Regions from separate parts of the Mus musculus genome. Here region 2 is linked to region 1. The links are chromatin contacts, called in public ChIA-PET maps. All regions are on one chromosome and are shown on one strand. Each heading gives the region's core, a stretch centred on a gene start, on an enhancer-like site or on the middle of the called end of the contact. The rest is flanking DNA. Distances are from core to core; before and after follow the strand shown. Region 1 holds the start of Elmo2 (engulfment and cell motility 2). Region 2 overlaps Slc13a3 (solute carrier family 13 (sodium-dependent dicarboxylate transporter), member 3).

Region 1 (3,693 bases), core at 709-3,208:
TGGTGGTGTGGTGGTGGGTGCATTGTGCTGGTTAGCTTTTGTCAACTTGACACAAGCTAGGGTCATCTGGAAAGAGGACACCTCAGTTGAGAAAATGCCTCCATTAAATTAGGTTTTTAAGCAAGTCTGTGGAGCCTTTTCTTGATTGGTGATGGTTGTGGGGAGGGCCCAGCCCACTGTGGACAGTGACACTCCTGGGTTGTATAAGAAAGTGCTGGAGCAAGCTACCTGGAGCAAGCCAGTAAGGAGTGCTTCTTCTTGGCCTCTGCTTCTTGGTTGTTGCCTTGACTTCCTGCCCTGATTTCCCTCAGCTGTAGACCTCGGGGGTGCAGGCCAAATCAACCCTTTCCTCCCCCAAGTTGCCTTTGGCTGTGATGTTTTAGCACAGCAATGGAAACACAAACCCAGACATCCATGTTCTGAAGGTGACATCAAGGCCCTCGCTGGCTCCCCAAGTTGGACTGACTGAATGGAATACTCTTTGGTTTGTCATTGGTGCCTTAGGGGGAGGGGAAATGGGGACACATCTGTTTAAACGTCCCTGCAAACACCCTGTTTCAAAATAGGCAGCAAACAAAGAAATAAACAACCCACCACAAAGAGGATGCTCACAAGACTACGGAGGACAATAAGAGATAATAATGTGAATCTGATAGGGTCGTATGAGGCTCCCACAGAGCAGCAAAGGACCTGGGGTCCAGAATGGTGCTGCAGACAAGGGTGGCTACCCTATGTTCCAGCGTAAAGCTATTTTGGAACACGGCCATATGCTTTATCCTGGGTGGCTTTCGATAAAACAAAGACAGAGACTGGCTGGAAGCAGGCAGTATGTGAACCTATTGGAAGTGTGACTGGCCGGCCCCTGCACAGGCCTTATTAGCACTGTGATTGTGGGAGGGGAGCTTTGCTTCCTGGGCACCATCCTGTTCACCAGCTGATAAGAATCCGCTTCAATTCAATTCAATTGCAGGAGTCAATGTAACTGTGCCTGTAAAACTGCTTCAAAGACAGTAAAAGGTAGCCATTATTTCCATCTCTCTGCTGAGCGGCCAGCCGAGTCTCTACAGAATGGATAACAAAATGTCTGTCTTCTGGCATTGTCCTAAGGATCTGCTAAGAGAAATGATTAAAAAAAACAAAATTTGGAGTTAAACAGGGAGATAGCGTCTTGCTGTATAGTCACCGGTTGTATAGTTAGTTGGTCCCATAAGACCCCTAGTCTTTTCTTCTGCAACTGGGGATCGCATACTAGCCCTCCCTACCAGCCTGCTGTGAGCTTTAAGGGAGATGGCAGGAGTGAGTCCTTGGCGCTGTGCCCGGCCTTGTTAGATCCGCAGGTGCGGTGACGAACGCCACCTCCCACGGATCCCTACCAACAGCACAGCTGAGCTGTACCCCTCTGCCTCTGCTCAGCGCCCACGGTCAGCCCTGGGTGCCGGTATAATTAGCTCCATCTCCGTAGTGAGCAGCCGCGGCTGCTCATAGCCTCTGACACGACTGTCACCTCCCACTCAGTTCCCTAAATCAGCTATTCCCATCGTTGAGTCGGATCAGGTGAGCATCACCAGAGGATAGCTTGCTCCTTACAACAATGGGTCTCAAGGACCCAGAGCGCGCCCCCTCCCCGCCCCTCCAACCTCCTTCACCCGGAGGCTGTGTACAGAAATAAAAGAGAAAAAAAGTTTGGGTGGGGAGCAGCCTCTAGTGTCTGCTGGGAAATCACGTTCCTTTAGACCCAATAGCCTGCAGAAGAATGGTAGTCTGTCTCTTTAAGAGGCCTCCGCGGAGGGGAGGGGCCAGCCGGCGTCGCTCCAGCCCGCGCCCTCAGTTAGGCCCGCCTCCCTTTTATTGACAGACAAACAACCCAGTGAAAGCGAGACTTTTCATCTTGACAGCAAAGCGGAGCAATAGAAGCCCGGGCCGCCCTTCGCAGGGCGGGGCTTCAGGAGGGCGGGGCAGACGGGGCCAGTGGAGCGGCGGCGGGACGCGGGCGCGGAGCTGGGCCTCGGCGGGTGCCGGGTGAGTGAGGGACGCTCGGGGCTCGAGGCAGAGAGACAGAGTGTTGAGGGTTGGGAGCCGGGGACCGAGGTTGGGGTTGAGGCGGAGGGCAGCGTCTGCCCGACCTCCAAGCCCGGGCACGGTGCCGATCCGGTAATCCCCCTGCGGTCGGTACCGGCCCTCTTTCCTTCTCCACTGCCCGGCTTCGGTCCAGGCCGCTCTCATTCGCTTCTTCCCGCAGCATTGCAATGCCCGGGGTGCTCCGGTGCTGGTTTCCACCCTCCCCTTTTTCCGGGCCCTGCAGATCTGGTCCTTCGCCGCCCTCCCTAGGCTTAGGCTGCTCCCGGCCTGGTTCTGTTCCTTCTCCATCCCTCGCTCTGGCCACCCTCAGAGTCCGCCGCCCCTACGTCTAGTCTAGTAAACTTTTTTTCATCTTCCCAGTCTTCCTTCCGAAGGCTTCCGGGGTCCCGAGTTCTGACCCTGGTGCGACACTCTGAACATTCTGGTGTCCCTACACATCAGTAGCTTTCAACAGTTTGAAAGTGTTGATTGACGTCTGCCTGTCCCAGCAGGTAGGAATGCCCAGGAGGAAGAAGACCTTACCTGATGTTGCTCCATGCACCCACAGCGTCTCAGCAGGCCAGACACTATAGATGTTTACTAAATGAATGAACGAAGGGCTAGAGTTTGCCTGGGGGATGCAGCCGCAGCCCCTGACATCCCATCTGTTGTGGGTGGAAGCCACCTTTTGGAATGCTTTCTGTGTGCCGGGCACTAGGCCAACCTGGGCTCTCCAAAAGAGAAATAATGCAAGTCACATTTGTTAATTAAACTTTTCTAACAGTCACATCTCAGGAATGTAAAATATGTAAGTGGAATAATTTACTCATGCTTTAGTTAATACATTTCAGATTATAATTAGGAATTCACATAACCAATGTAAAATCACGTTAATGGAGTTGTTGACTGTTTGTGTGTGTGTGTGCTAACTTCTTGAGCTCTGGTGTGCCTCACTCTTGGGACAGCACTTCTTGCTTCTCAGAAGAAGCACGGCAGCCATTTGTCAAGTGGTCGGTCAGTAACCACATTGCTAGGGTGGCTGCCTTGGCTGTGAAGTGCTCAGTAGTGTGCAAATGTGAGGGCGTTTAGTTCGAGTTGTGGTCTTTTGAGGAGACTATCATTATTTGCATTTACAGATTAAAAATAGCAAAGATCCTAAAAGAGTTTACCTGCCCAGATTCATTCTACCGTTTGGAGCAAAAGAGACAGGGCTGGTTCAAGAAGGGGTTTCTCTGTGTAGCCCTGGCTGTCCTGGAACAATCTCTGTAGACCAAGCTGGCCTCTGATTAAGGGCATGTTCTACCATGCCCAGCTTGTCTGTTGCTCTTGAATCTTGTTATTCTTTTTATGTTTGATGCTGCTTCTAAGAGGTGCCAAGAAAGTTTGGGGTGCAGGGTATGAAGACTAGACTGCTTTTAAAAATGATGATACCAGTATTTAGCATACTCTGACACGCTCTGTGCCTAGGTCATATCTTCCTGGGTGGCTCACGAGCAAACATAGGTAAGAAATACCTGCCCTGGGTTTGGAGGTATGCACCGGTAGCCAGAGCACTGTAAAGGCTAGCTAGGGCAGAAGGATCCCTTGAATACAGGAGTTCAAAACCAGCCTGGGCAGTGGAGTGAGACTCCAGCT
Region 2 (4,203 bases), core at 721-3,220, 130 kb before region 1:
TTCTGAGCATGTGGCACCTTGTCTGGGGCTCCTGTTTCTTATCTGGAGATAGTTTCAGGGAGGCCATCACCTCTGCTGTAACCTTTCATGGAGGAGCATTAGCTCTGTGGCTCCCACTCTGTAGCACAATTCTTCCTTGGGTTTATTATTCTCATCCCCGTTCCATTCTCTCTTACTCCTCCTAGCAGGTTTGTGCAGGTCAGCTGGCTGCTCACCATATCCTTAAGGCCGTTCTCTTAGAACCAAGTCTTGGAGGAAAGTGCGGGAACATTACCCTTGCACTACTGCTGGAACCCAGTGTGAAGAATGTCACATGCTAGGGCTAGGTTTGGGCTTTTATGTCTCCTTTAGTCAGAGTGCATCCCAGGCTGGGTGTGGTAACATACTCCTGTCATCCTGTATTCTGAGGTGACTTGGGACGCTGAGTCAGGGTCAACCTGGGATACACAGCAACTTTAAACTGTATCTTTTAATTAAATCAGTGATCACCAGTCCCAGTGCTGAGCACGACCATCATTGCTCTGCACCTGCCACAGACAACCTGCTTCCTGCCAAGGGTCCTGGGAGTCTCTACAGTCAGCTAACCTCTACTCTGTACTGTCACATAGCTCAGGACATCCCCTCCCCCAGGTTGCATGAACAGTAAAGAAAGATGTTGCCACTGCCCAGAAACCAATGTACTGATCTGCTCTGAGGATGCATCTACCCACATGAGGGTCCGCCTAATGCTAATCCCACAGCAGTGGCTTCGTCTTCATACCGGGGGTGAACTTAGCTCTTTTCTCTCATCATCAAAGGTGGCTTCTTGTTCTACTCGATCCCTTTTTGTGGCTGATCTCTGATTGCCCCAGCAAAGGTGATCACAGTAGAAAAGACTCATACCCATGTGCCTCCCACCTACTAATCCTGCTAACCTTAAGTGTTCAAGAGCTTTGCTCTGAATCAGGTCTGTCCCCCAGACCCAGCTTGGTTGGGAGGAGGTAAGGCACAGTGTCCCTCATCAGCAACCTGGAATTTTTAATCCATTGTACATAGGATGCTCAGCTAGGCAAGCAAAGATATTTGGGGTCACCATCAGTGTTCCAGATGCTAACCAGAAAAATAATGAAACCTGTTCCTGACCCGTGTGCTGCCCAAGGCCTGCTGCCTTTCCGGCTTCCTGTCATGGTCAATGCCTCCAAGAAGGAGATCTGTACAGATGGAGTCTGTAGGGGAGAATATGGAAATCAAGACTCCTGGGCAGACTCAGCAACCCAGGAGCTGCGACAGGCCTTGGCTTGCTGGACATGACTGAAACTGAAGGCTTTCTGCAATCCTCTATGAAGAGAGTCGGGAAGGAATAGCACCCCCATAGAAGTTGTTGGGGGACACTAACTGAGCCTATGTGTGTGAGGGGCCTGGAACTTAGGGAATGTTCTGGAAATGTCTCTGGGTGTCATTGCTACCGCCATGACATATCTACCCAATGACATGAGTCAGGATACAGAAGGAAACAGGACTCGGGCTCTCAGATGGATGTTTTCGGTAATCTCATGAACCCTGTCTTGTAAATATTCCATTCTACTTTCTTTTCTTGTAACACCCTTGTCAAGGCAACCCTGAGTTATGCTGAAATAGGAAGTGGCTTCCTTGTCTATTCTCAAAGAACAGTGTGAGCCCATAGACTGAAACAGGAAGTGGCTTCCTTGTCTATTCTCAAAGAACAGTGTGCAAGGCACAACCCTGTCAATTCCACTTCTGTTCAGCAGAGTAAAGGCAGAAACCAGCAGGGTAGGGGGAAGAAGAGAGGGGAGGAGGGGACTTAATGATTGGTTTGATTTCTTAAGGAGATATTGGAATATTTTATTTTTCTAGTTCTATTCTTAGAGCTGAGTGAGTTACGTTTTCAAGACACTTGTTTCCCTTAAGTTGTCAGCACGAGGTGGTTCAGTTTCTTTGTCACCGCTTGCTTTGATGCTCTAGTCCCCATGAGGCCTCCTCTAGGCTTTTGTCTGATGAGTCTCAGCCTGAGTGGTACTAGCCAGGAAACCACATTGTTGCCTGAGTTTTAAGCTGGGTTTTTATATGTGCACACAGCCCCCAAACACACCAACTTCCGATTAGTCAGAGGGTCCGATTTGCAAGACTCCTCTATGGCCCCACAAGTCTCCTCTGGGATCTGAGTGTCCCCTGAGAAACAAATACCCAAAGGCCGCAGGACAGGAGAGGGCCTGACCTTTGGACTCCGTGGACGTGTGCGTTTTCTGAAGTGGAGCTGAGAGTGCCTCCTGACAGGTCACCCAGCTTTCCCTGTTTGGCTTGTAGCTAATTATTCCTCTGCAATCTCAAACAGGACCTAGGGCCACACCTACCACCAAGTATGCTGTTTTGTCCTGCGGCTGGGAGTCTACAACCATGACTGCAGCCACCTGCCCTACTGCAGTTAGGGGAGATATTTACTTTCCAGTCTCTGTATCCAGAAGCTCTGGCCTAAGGTCTATCCAAGAGTACCCACCTCCATCTTCTACCCATTCACTCATCCAACCATCCATCAGTCTCTTATGTACCCACTCATCCTCTCATCTATCCACCCACTGATTCTTCCATCTATCTACTCATCCATCAATCAACAAATCTATTCACCCATCCACTCATCCATCCGACAATTCATTCATCTGTCCATCCATCAATACATCCATCCACCCAGTCATCCATCTATCCATCCACCCACTCATCCATCCATCTATCCATCCACCCACTCATCCATCCATCTGTCCATCCACCCACTCATCTATCCATCTACCTACTCGTGCATCCATCTGTCCATTCATCCATCTATCCACCCATCTACACATACATCTATCAGCCCATTCATCTGTCAGCCACTCATTCATGTGTTTATTTACCCATTCTCCACTGCAGACACAAGCACTAAGTATGTTGAAGACTATGTTAGGTTCTGGAACACAGAAGAGAATGAGACACAGCAAACAGGGACCCTCTTCTCGTGAAATTTTGGCTCTACCATGGAAGACAGCATAAAGAACTCTCATTGGATGCTGTAATCTTCTCAGATTACATTCAGTCAGGCTGATTTTCTAGCCACTTCCATGGAGTACTAGCTGAGCATAGGGAGTACTGTAGATAACTGCATCTTGAAAACCTGCATTAAACAAATGCAGATATGAGTCTGTAACCTGTCAGCATCCAATACACCTATCATGGAGCTTTAGTGGGTGCTAAGGAGAACAGTTGTTTGAAACTTCCCTGCCCTTGGAATCCACCTTGGGAATATCTTACATGACCTTAGCTGATGTGCCTGGGCATCTGATAGAGATTACATAAAACCTGATCAGTGTTGCGGTGAATCTCCAACCTAAATAAGCCTGGGGAATGATAACACAACTCAATTAATATGAATGCATGCTGTGCGCCTAGATTGGGCAGATCTACCGCTACACTACCATCTTCCCCACATTAGAGACCCCTTAGAACTTGTGGTTTCTCCAGGCCAGGTGCTTCTGCTCTACTTTCCTTCTTCGTCTCCTCTGCATCCTCTCTCTCTCTCTCTCTCTCTCTCTCTCTCTCTCTCTCTCTCTCTCTCTCTCTCTCTCCCTTTCTCCCCCAAATCTCAGCTCCACCTTCCTCTCTTTCTCTGCCTGATGGAGGAGGAGGAAAGCCAAGTTAGTCTAGTCAATGAGCTCCAGCCAATGAGAAACCCTGGCTCAGAGAAGGAAGACCACATTCCTAAGGTTGATTCCTGACATTGGCCTCTACACACCAATATGTGCACACACACGCACATGTACGCATACACACACGTGCGCGCACACGCGCGCACACACACACACACACACACATTTTACAATGAAATATATTATTTCCTACAAGAAATGGTGACTCAGACCTGTAACCCTAGATACTTGGGAGGCTGAGGGAGAAGGATTCTAAGTTCAAGGCCAGCCTAGGCTATACCATATGGTCAAGGCCAACAGGGGCAACTAGTGAAATTCTGTCTTAAAATCTACAAAGCAAAAATATAGCTAGAGACATAGCTCAGAGTCAGAGGATGATCCAGCATGTGCAAAGCCCTAGGTTCCAACCCTGGTACTTCACAAAACCAAAAACCAGACCACAACAGAACAACCTATGTTTCCATCTGCCAGCCTCCGAACGCAGCAGATGGATGCTGGGTAGACAATGGTAGCCCTTGTTAGCTGGGTT

The links. ChIA-PET counts read pairs in DNA pulled down with a chosen protein or histone mark.
Region 2: an RNA polymerase II ChIA-PET map of memory CD8 T cells shows a contact between it and region 1, with 30 read pairs. The contact joins the enhancer-like site here to the promoter of Elmo2 in region 1. A contact is called at or near these places in 5 of 39 promoter capture datasets (cranial neural crest, embryonic stem cells, epiblast stem cells and 2 more), 1 of 484 Hi-C or Micro-C datasets (CD4 T cells), 3 of 115 datasets of contacts at active chromatin or transcription factors (bone marrow-derived macrophages, effector CD8 T cells and memory CD8 T cells) and 1 of 9 other capture datasets (liver).

What each region holds. Positions count from the first base shown.
Region 1 is chr2:165,324,744-165,328,436 of GRCm38.p6, reverse strand. It overlaps Elmo2 (engulfment and cell motility 2), which reads left to right and starts at 1,958. Exons shown (of 21, transcript NM_080287.2): 1 at 1,958-2,019.
Region 2 is chr2:165,450,963-165,455,165 of GRCm38.p6, reverse strand. All of the region lies in intron 1 of Slc13a3 (solute carrier family 13 (sodium-dependent dicarboxylate transporter), member 3), which reads left to right. All of the region lies in intron 2 of Gm14437 (predicted gene 14437), which reads right to left. Among named protein-coding and RNA genes, the nearest start is that of Gm14437, 11 kb to the right of the region's middle. Within about 2 kb of position 1,970, at least 65 of the 459 cell types and tissues checked have an H3K27ac peak or open chromatin away from gene starts, as enhancers often do. A contact at or near this core is called in bone marrow-derived macrophages, effector CD8 T cells and memory CD8 T cells, where this site is marked.